Linked DNA regions of Pan troglodytes: all the other regions are linked to region 1. A link is a contact called in public HiChIP or PLAC-seq data. All regions are on one chromosome and are shown on one strand. Each heading gives the region's core, a stretch centred on a gene start, on an enhancer-like site or on the middle of the called end of the contact. The rest is flanking DNA. Distances are from core to core; before and after follow the strand shown.

The links. HiChIP or PLAC-seq counts read pairs in DNA pulled down with a chosen protein or histone mark.
Region 2: an H3K4me3 HiChIP or PLAC-seq map of stem cell-derived excitatory neurons shows a contact between it and region 1, with 3 times the contacts expected there. The contact joins the promoter of RPP25 here to the promoter of CSK in region 1. A contact is called at or near these places in 2 of 7 Hi-C or Micro-C datasets (induced pluripotent stem cells and stem cell-derived neural progenitor cells) and 1 of 1 datasets of contacts at active chromatin or transcription factors (stem cell-derived excitatory neurons).
Region 3: a contact with region 1 is called in an H3K4me3 HiChIP or PLAC-seq map of stem cell-derived excitatory neurons, with 3 times the contacts expected there. The contact joins the promoter of COX5A here to the promoter of CSK in region 1. A contact is called at or near these places in 1 of 1 datasets of contacts at active chromatin or transcription factors (stem cell-derived excitatory neurons) and 1 of 1 other capture datasets (stem cell-derived neural stem cells).

What each region holds. Positions count from the first base shown.
Region 1 is chr16:66,743,257-66,746,067 of NHGRI_mPanTro3-v2.0_pri, forward strand. It overlaps CSK (C-terminal Src kinase), which reads left to right and starts at 1,355. Exons shown (of 14, transcript XM_063794204.1): 1 at 1,355-1,820; 2 at 2,544-2,596.
Region 2 is chr16:66,918,012-66,920,822 of NHGRI_mPanTro3-v2.0_pri, forward strand. It overlaps RPP25 (ribonuclease P and MRP subunit p25), which reads right to left and starts at 1,369. Exons shown (of 1, transcript XM_510676.8): 1 at 1-1,369. The coding sequence starts at 404.
Region 3 is chr16:66,897,851-66,900,661 of NHGRI_mPanTro3-v2.0_pri, forward strand. It overlaps COX5A (cytochrome c oxidase subunit 5A), which reads right to left and starts at 1,414. Exons shown (of 4, transcript NM_001118913.1): 1 at 1,315-1,414. The coding sequence starts at 1,414.

The DNA.
Region 1 (2,811 bases), core at 105-2,604:
TAGAGTATTTTCCCCAAATCCCCAGTCTTTTCTTTCCCATTCTGCTAGCTGATTCAGCCAGGGGAGGGGAGATGTCAATTTCTCCCTCCCAGAAGCCTTTGCAGAGCTGCTGAAGTGCTTTCTTTTAGGCTGAGAGGCGGCCCCCCATCCGGCCCCATATTATCATTCCATCTTGACCTCAGAGGAAAGAAAGGGAAACCAGCTCTGCTGAGCACCCTTTCCACTCCCTCACCCCCAGGCCGTTATCTTGCTGAATCTGCACTATCTATCATGAGAGAAGTATATTTTGAGCCTGATCTTACAAAAGAGGAAACAGCTCAGAGACCTTAGGTAACTAGCCCTAAGTCACACAGCTAGTAAGTGGACGGGTTGAAATTTAACTTGGAGACTTGAACCCCAAATTCATCTTTTTTCTGTTACACCACACCTATCTCTGAAACTTACTGGCTGTCTCCTCAAAGGACATCCCTCTCCAAAGGGCTGGCTCCAGCTGGGAAACCGGCCTAAGGGTGCCCTGGGTCAGAGGGCCGACCTGTGGTTTTGGGGGCAACTCCTCCTGGCATCCGAGGCTCTTTAAAACAATCTGCAGCCACACTGTCTCCCAGCTCCGTCTCCCACAGGGCTGTTTGCCCTCTTCTCGCTCCCTCGGGCCTCTTCATGCTTATTTTGTGTTCCAAGACTTTGTCAGCATGCCCCACTTCCTCCCCCCCAACCCCAAGAGTGCCTCTTCCCTCTGTCCATCTAAGCCTGACCCTTGCTTCAGGGTCTAGTCCCTAGAAAGTCCCCCACCTTTACCTCCTCCCTACGCTGGAGTCTCTGGTCTCGCCCTCATCACTGTACCCCCATTCTGTTCCCCGGTCTCACCCTCATCACTGCATCCCCATTCTGTTCCCCCGCCACCCTGCACTCTCCCACCCCTGTCATGCCTGAGCACGCTGTCCTCTCCTGTGGCTCAGAGCAGGTCATCTCCCTGCTTTTCGTTAACAGTGATGTAACAGCCCTTGCTTAACGGAGGGCTCCTCACGTGCCAGCTACTGCATACTAAGCACTTTAAACGTATTAACTCATTTCCTCCCCTCCCCACAAAAACTTAAGAAGTCGGTGCCATTATATATCACCTATTTTACCAAATGGGGAAACTAAAGCACAGAGAGGTTAAGTAACTTGCCCAAGGTCACAGAGCTGCTGACAACTTCTTTATTGCCTCCAGGCTGAACATAAACTCCAAGAAAGTCCCATGAGGCTCTTTGGATCTCTTTTGCCCCTGTTGTTTGCAGGAACCCATCTCCCACCACTCTCCCCCACCCACACTGCAAGCGGCAGCCGCCTGAGCTATATTTAGATCCCAGAAGCCACCAAGCTCCCTCCGCACTCCCCGCCCTTGTGCATGCTGTTCCCTCTGCCTGGTCCCGGCTCTGTGAGGTGTGAGGTCTCCCCGTTAGCCCTAGTTTTCTTTCTGCCTCCTGGGAACCGTGTCCGCCACCTCTCCACTTTGATCAATTATTTCCTTGCCGTTGTCTGTCGGCCTGTCAGCCTACCCCCACCCGATCGAGAACGCCTTGACGGTAGTGAAATGGTCTTGCCAATAGACTCCAGAGCAGGCTCCGCCACGATGTCAGCGCCAGGAAATGTTGGTGAATGAATGAATGAAGGCTTTCTGCTGCGAGTCAGGCCCACTCTCCACAAACAGACCTGAGGAGAGGGGCCCAGGCCCGGCCCCCAGCGCTTCTGCAGCGGGAAAGCTGCGTCCAGAGAAGGCTGGGAGGTTGCTCCCAGGCCGGCTGAGGAGAGACCCTCGGAGCCTTCAACGCAGCCAGGCGGCAAGTGGGGGCAGGGCGTGGGCGCGGACACACCCCCCGCAGTGCCCCCGGCGCCCGGCAGGGGGCGCCGCCCCGCCGGCCCACGCCCCGCCGCGCGCCGGGCAGGCCCCCTCGCGCAGGCGCGCTGCCGCGGGCGGAGGATCCGGGCCGCGCTTCCTCTCGCCAGGCCTGCGAGCTTCCTCCCAGCGGAGCCCTGGGCGAGCCGAGGTTGGCCGCCGCCGCCGAGCCCGCTGCCGCCCTCCCGCTCCTGCCCCACCCGCGCCTTGCCCGGGGGCTTCTGCCGGGGTGGGGTCCGAGCCGGGCGACCGCCCGGCTGCGCCGCCGTCGGGGCCGTAAACCGGCCCGCCGTCCCTCCCGCCCCAGCCAGCCTCTGGCCGCCGGAGCCCGCGGGGCGTGGAGCGCGAGGAGCCCCGCGGCCCCGATCGAGCGTCCGGGGCGGCCCCCGGCAGCCAGCGCGACGTTCCAAAATCGAACCTCAGTGGCGGCGCTCGGAAGCGGAACTCTGCCGGGGCCGCGCCGGCTACATTGTTTCCTCCCCCCGACTCCCTCCCGCCCCCTTCCCCCGCCTTTCTTCCCTCCGCGACCCGGGCCGTGCGTCCGTCCCCCTGCCTCTGCCTGGCGGTCCCTCCTCCCCTCTCCTTGCACCCGTACCTCTTTGTACCGCACCCCCTGGGGACCCCTGCGCCCCTCCCCTCCCCCCTGACCGCATGGACCGTCCCGCAGGCCGCTGATGCCGCCCGCGGCGAGGTGGCCCGGACCGCAGTGCCCCAAGAGAGGTGAGTGCCTGGCCGTCCCGGAGTGTCCCCTGGAGGGAAGAGGGTGGAGGTCGCGCGTCTAGTCTCTGTTGCTGCCACTGTCGCGTCCACTCCCATTCCCTTCTCCCACTTCTCCCTTCTCTCCTTTACTCCCTTGCACGGGTTCGAATTCTCCCAGGAGCCACTGTCAGAACCCAAATTGGAAGGGAGTGCATGAGGGAGGTACTGCCCTGCAG
Region 2 (2,811 bases), core at 119-2,618, 170 kb after region 1:
AGGCCGGGCACGTTCTTAAGTACGCTGAGACTAGCGGCCGGCTCGCCAGGCGTCTGACCCTGCGTGGGCCCAGGCGGGAGGCTCTGCCACACCTCGCGCACGCTCCGGTAACGCAGCCGCGTGACCTGGTGCAGGCCCGCCAGGCGGCGCTTGAGGATCTCGGCGCACGTGACGGTTTTGGTGGTGGCCCGGCCGCAGCCGCTGAAGACGATGGCGCGCGTGGCTGGCTGCGCCATGCTGGCGGTGGCGAAGGCCATCAGGTTCCGGATCTTGCTGCCTTCCTTGACCCGCATGTGCACCGCGCCCGGCGCCAGGTCTGCGAAGGGGCCGGAGCCCGGGCCACCTCCCTCGGCCCCGCCCCCCGCTGGCGCCTCTTCGGAGCGCACCTTACGGAAGTTCTCCATGCGCCGTCGTCGCCGGGACCGCCGGCTTTGCCATGGGGCGGCCTCAGCCCCGGGGCTGCATGGCCGCCGGTCGCGTCTTGCAAGGGCCAGCAGGGGTAAGGGCGCCGGAGCAGCGCAGACGCCGGCGGGCGGGCTGGGACGGCGCGATCTCGGCCCCACTTCTCCCGAGCGGGCGCCGCTCTACTCAGCGCTCTCGGCGCCCGGTGCTCCGCGCCTTTAGCTGAGGCCCCGCCCCTGCCGCCAGGCCCCTCCCCTGACCCGGCCCGGCCCGGCCCGCCCGGGCCCCAGCCTCACTAGCCTTTCCTGGCGAGTCTGGGTCCTCAGCTACGCGGGCGTGGGAGCGGGCGCGCTGCCGGGCGCATAAGCAGGTGAAGGTGAAGTTCCACTATAATCGCCATCAGCGCTCTGAGAGCCAACCCTCACAAACCGGCAGTCTAAATAAAAGCTGCGCTTGCGGTGCAAACACTGCTTCAAATCCGGTATCCGAGCCCTTCCCATTTGCAACTGAAGGCCGCCCCTCGTCCCCTCCCAGGGAGAGATTTCCAAGAGGCTTGCTGGGGCCTCGCCCCTCCTCCCCAGCCCCGGGGAACACCCCCACCTTTTTTCCGCTCCCAAGTATTCTTGCCTCAAGGACAGCTAGTGCGCGGTCAGCAGAGTGCGGGAGGAGCTGGCTGCGGCTCCACTCCGCGCCTCCCCGCGGGCGATTACGTCGCGGCGTGGTCCTCGCGGGGCGCGGGAGACCCAGACTTCAGCCTCGCCACGCCTGCCCGGAGCTCGAGGCTCCCGGACCCCCGCCCACCTCTGCGACGTGAAGAGTGAGGCTTTGGGCCAGGCTGTTCCCCGAGGCGCGTGGGGAAGCGGGCGTGACCTCTTCTGAAAAGGCGGTAGGCTCGCTCCACCCAGGCCCAAGAGCCCACCCTTAGAGCTGCGCGCTTTAGGGTGAGCCAGGCACGATGCCTTGCCAACGTGGCCGCCCCCTTCCTCCCAGGCGGAATTCGCTCAGGCAACACTGGCCCCTTGAGATCCAGTGGGGTCCTTTTCGAAAGGAGGCTAGGTGAACGCAGGTTTTAAAAAAGAGAAGGGAGGGGCCGGGCGCGGTGTCTCACGCTTTTAATCCCAGCACTTTGGGCGGCAGAGGTGGGCGGATTACTTGAGGTCAGGAGTTCGAGACCAGCCTGGTCAACATGGTGAAACCCCGTCTCCATTAAACGTACAAAAATCAGCTCGGCGTTGCGGCGCGCTCCTGTAATCCTAGCTGCTCGGGAGGCTGAGGCAGGAGAAGCGCTTGAACCCGGGAGCTGAAGGCTGCAGTGAGCCGAGATCACGCCACTGCACTCCAGCCGGGGCGACAGAGCAAAACTCTGTCTCAAAAAATTAATTAATTAATTAATTAAATAAAATACAAAAGAGAAGGGAGGGATACCCCATTCTCCAGGATGTGATTATTATGCATTGCATGCCTTTATCAAAACGTCTCATGTACCCTCTAAATATAGACACCTATTATGTACCCACAAAAATTAAAAAGACTTAAAAAAAAAATAAAAGAGAGAAAGAAGGGAGGAAGGTGGGGAGTTGAAGCCCTGGGGGCATTATGGAACTACTGGATGCCTCTCCGGCGGAAACTCCACGGGACCGAAAGAGAGGCCCGGGGTCTCCTGCCGGGTGAGAGAAGCATTAGAGAAAGATGAGATTGGGGGCTGTCAGGACTACTGATGGAAGGGAGGGGGTCTGAGAAGGGGCCCGACCCTCCCTAAAACTGCTCTCGGGATTCGCCCGTCCTCCTTCCACCCGCCCTACGCAGTCAGGACTGAGGGAGGGCGGCAGATCTGGTCCTAGCCAGGGGACTGTGACGGGGCGTGGCGGGGAGGGACACAGAGAGCTGGGGCGGGCGGGCAACCGGGAAAGTGCTGGGGGCATGACGGTGCCTTGGATTGCTGGGCCTCAGTTGGAGATGGGGCTGCCAGACGCTCTTCTCCCTCCTCCCGCTGTTCTCGCCCTCTGGGCATCTGCAGCAGCTCTCGGTCCCTGCTGTTCAAAACCAGGGTTTACCCCCTTATCACTTCTTGGGAGCGGCCCTCGGTCCCTGCTGTTCAGAACCAGGGTTTACCCTCTTACCACTTCCTGGGAGTGGCTGCGGCGCCTGGACCTTGGCACCGCAATGTGTGAATGGCTGACCCCCTCCCCGTCTCCTGGTGGGATCAGGAACCCTCGGGGTATGCTCCGAACCGGGACTTCGGTCTCGCTCCAGTCTCCATGGGCCCCACACAGCGGTGGGGGCTAGAGGCACAGCAGCCTTGGGAAGAAACAAAGACTGTCGGCAGCGCGTAGCGGGGCGTGGAGAACCGAGGGTTGTGTAAGGTCAGGCCCTGAGAAAAAGCCCCCGAAAGGCTGGAAGTTACGTTGG
Region 3 (2,811 bases), core at 164-2,663, 150 kb after region 1:
GAGTTCTTTTTTTTTTTTTTTGAGACGGAGTCTTGCTCTGTCGGCCAGGCTGGAGTGCAATGGCGCGATTTCGGCTCACTGCAACCTCCATCTCTCAGGTTCAAGCGATTCTTGTGCTTCAGCCTCCCGAGTAGCTGGGATTACAGGCGCCCACCACCACACCCAGCTAAATTTTTTGTATTTTTAGTACAGACAGGGTTTCACCATGTTGGCCAGGCTGCTCTTGAACTCCTGACCTCAGGTGATCCGCCCGCCTCGGCCTACCAAAGTGCTGGGATTACAGGCATGAGCCACCGCGCCCGGCTGAGTTCTTTTTTTAATTTTTAACTTCAGCATACCCTGAAACGAGTTTCTGAGTTCTTATGTTTAAATACGCATGCATAGTTGCCAGTGATGCAGGTTCAAAAATAAAATATAATATGCATGCATAGAAGCTAAATTTCAAAATGTAGCTTATATAATCATCACGGACCAAGATCGAAGTGCAATTACTGTAATTATTCTATGGTGGTGGACTCAAAACCTCCCAGCACACATATAAAGGGAAGGAAAATAGACAAAAATCAGAAGCACGTCTCATACTCCAGCAATCAGGCTTCTATTACAAAAGGGAAAAAACACGAAGCGTTCCTATGCTTGTAAAACCCAGTATTCCTGTGTCTGTGACATTCAATTTTCAAAAGAGTGATATTTTTATCATAAGCCCTATCAAAACTCTGGCTATCTTCCGGAGATCAGGAAACAACCACACACTTCCATCTATTTTAAACGTGGAAGAATTAGAACGTGGCACAGCAGACCCTAAAAATGACGGAAAAGGCTGTGAAGGTGACACACTAATCGCTAACCGAGAAATGCCTGATTGAAAAGTATAATCGTGTGTCCCATACGGAAGCATATTGTGTCCTCGGACCCCAAGCGGCGTGCCCGGAGGCTCAATGTCACCTTCGCCGAGGCGCTGCAGGCCGGCGGCGGCCACTCTCGGTCAGGTGGCCGCAGGGTCGGCGCCGGGGCAGGGTCATGGCCCGGGAACCGAAGGGGAGCGCTGCGTCCCCTCCTCGGTGCCCACAGCAGGTCCACATCTGACCTGTCCGCGGTGGCACAGCCAGGAAGTTGCGCGGGGGGAGGCCCCGGGGGCGCGCTCTCAGGTCCTCCACTACTCGAGGCGGCGGGCAGGGCGGCCCGCGGTCACCGGGTTCAGTAACCAGGGTAGGGCAAGGGCTAGGCCGGGGAGAGCCCGCCCCGGAGTGGCGGCGGGGACCCAGGTCACCGCAAGGACACGAGGGCGCGGGCAGTGGCAAGCAGGGGCCTTACCCGCGGCGGGGCCGGGGGTCCGGGCGGAGTGCAGGAGGCCTCGAGGGCCGGCCCGGGTGGTTGCGGCCACAGCGCAGCGGCGGAGAGCGGCGCCCAGCATGACGGCGATGGCGGCGCGCAGGCTGAGAACAGAGAGAAGCCGGTGTAAGCTCGCGGGTTGCTCCGGAGCGGGCGGGGGCCGGACAGGCTCACAGCGGGCGGAGCACGTAGGCCCGCCCACTGCGACTCTGGCGCGTGGGCGGGAGGGGCCACCGCGCGGCCGGCGGCGGGGGCTACGGCGGCGCGCTGAGGACAAACTGTTAGCCTCGCGTCCCGCCTTGTCTCTGGTCAGGTGACGCGCAGTTGCCATCCTGTAAGTAGGAATGGAGGCGAGGGAGGAGCAACCGACCGTGGTCTTGTTCGAGTCAGGCCCAGGAGGGTACTTAATCACCTCAAAATAGGAATGACAGCAATAACAACAAACTATAATAAAAAATACGTACTTTGCGCCCGGGCGCTGTGGCTCACGCCTGTAATCCCAGCACTTTTGGGAGGCCGAGGCAGGCGGATCACCTGCGGTCGGGAGTTCAAGACCAGCCTGGGCAACATGGAGGAACCCCCCCCCCGTCTCTACTAAAAATACAAAATTAGCCAGGCGTGGTGGCGCAACGCGTGCCCGCAATCCCACCTACTCGGGAGGCTGAGGCAGGAGAATCGCTTGAACCCAGGAGGAGGAGGTTGCGGTGAGCCGAGATGGTGCCATTGCACTCCAGCCTGGGCAACAAGAGCGAAACTCCGTCTCAAAAAAACCAAACAAAACAAAAACCTACTTTGCTTAGCCCCGCCTTCTCATTGTGGCATAAAATAAAACAGCGAATGGGGGAAAGAATGCCGCTGGACGCGGTTGCTCACGCCTGTAGTCCTAGCACTTTGGGAGCCCAAGGCGGGCGGATCACCTGAGGTCGGGAGTTCGAGACCAGCCTGACCAACATGGAGAAACCCCTGTCTCTACTAAAAATGCAAAATTAGCCAGGCGTGGTGGCGCATGCCTGTAATCCCAGCTATTTGGGAGGCCAAGGCAGGAGAATTGCTGGAACCCAGGAGGCAGAGGTTGCAGTGAGTTGAGATCGCACCATTGCACTCCAGCCTGAGCAACAAGATCAAAACTCCATCTCAAAAAAAAAAAAAAAAAAAAAGGCCTATGCGTAAGGGATTTTATTAGTACATATTCTTATATCACAAACCAGCTTGCATAAAAAACGAGTTAAACTACTTCATTTCACAGATTAGGAAAGAGGCTCAGAAATTAGGTTGCTGCTGGCAGTCAAGGATCTTTTCGCCACATCCCCAGTTCTGAGGACTCTCACCTGAATGTTTCCCATCTCCTACAGGAGGGCTCCTGAATCCACGATGGCTCTGAAATAGGGTTGATCAAGTTCCACGGTTGTTGCATCTTATCTCACTAGCTACATCCTAACTTTGAGCCCCTGGGCAGTCAAGGACACCTCTCCCAGGCCT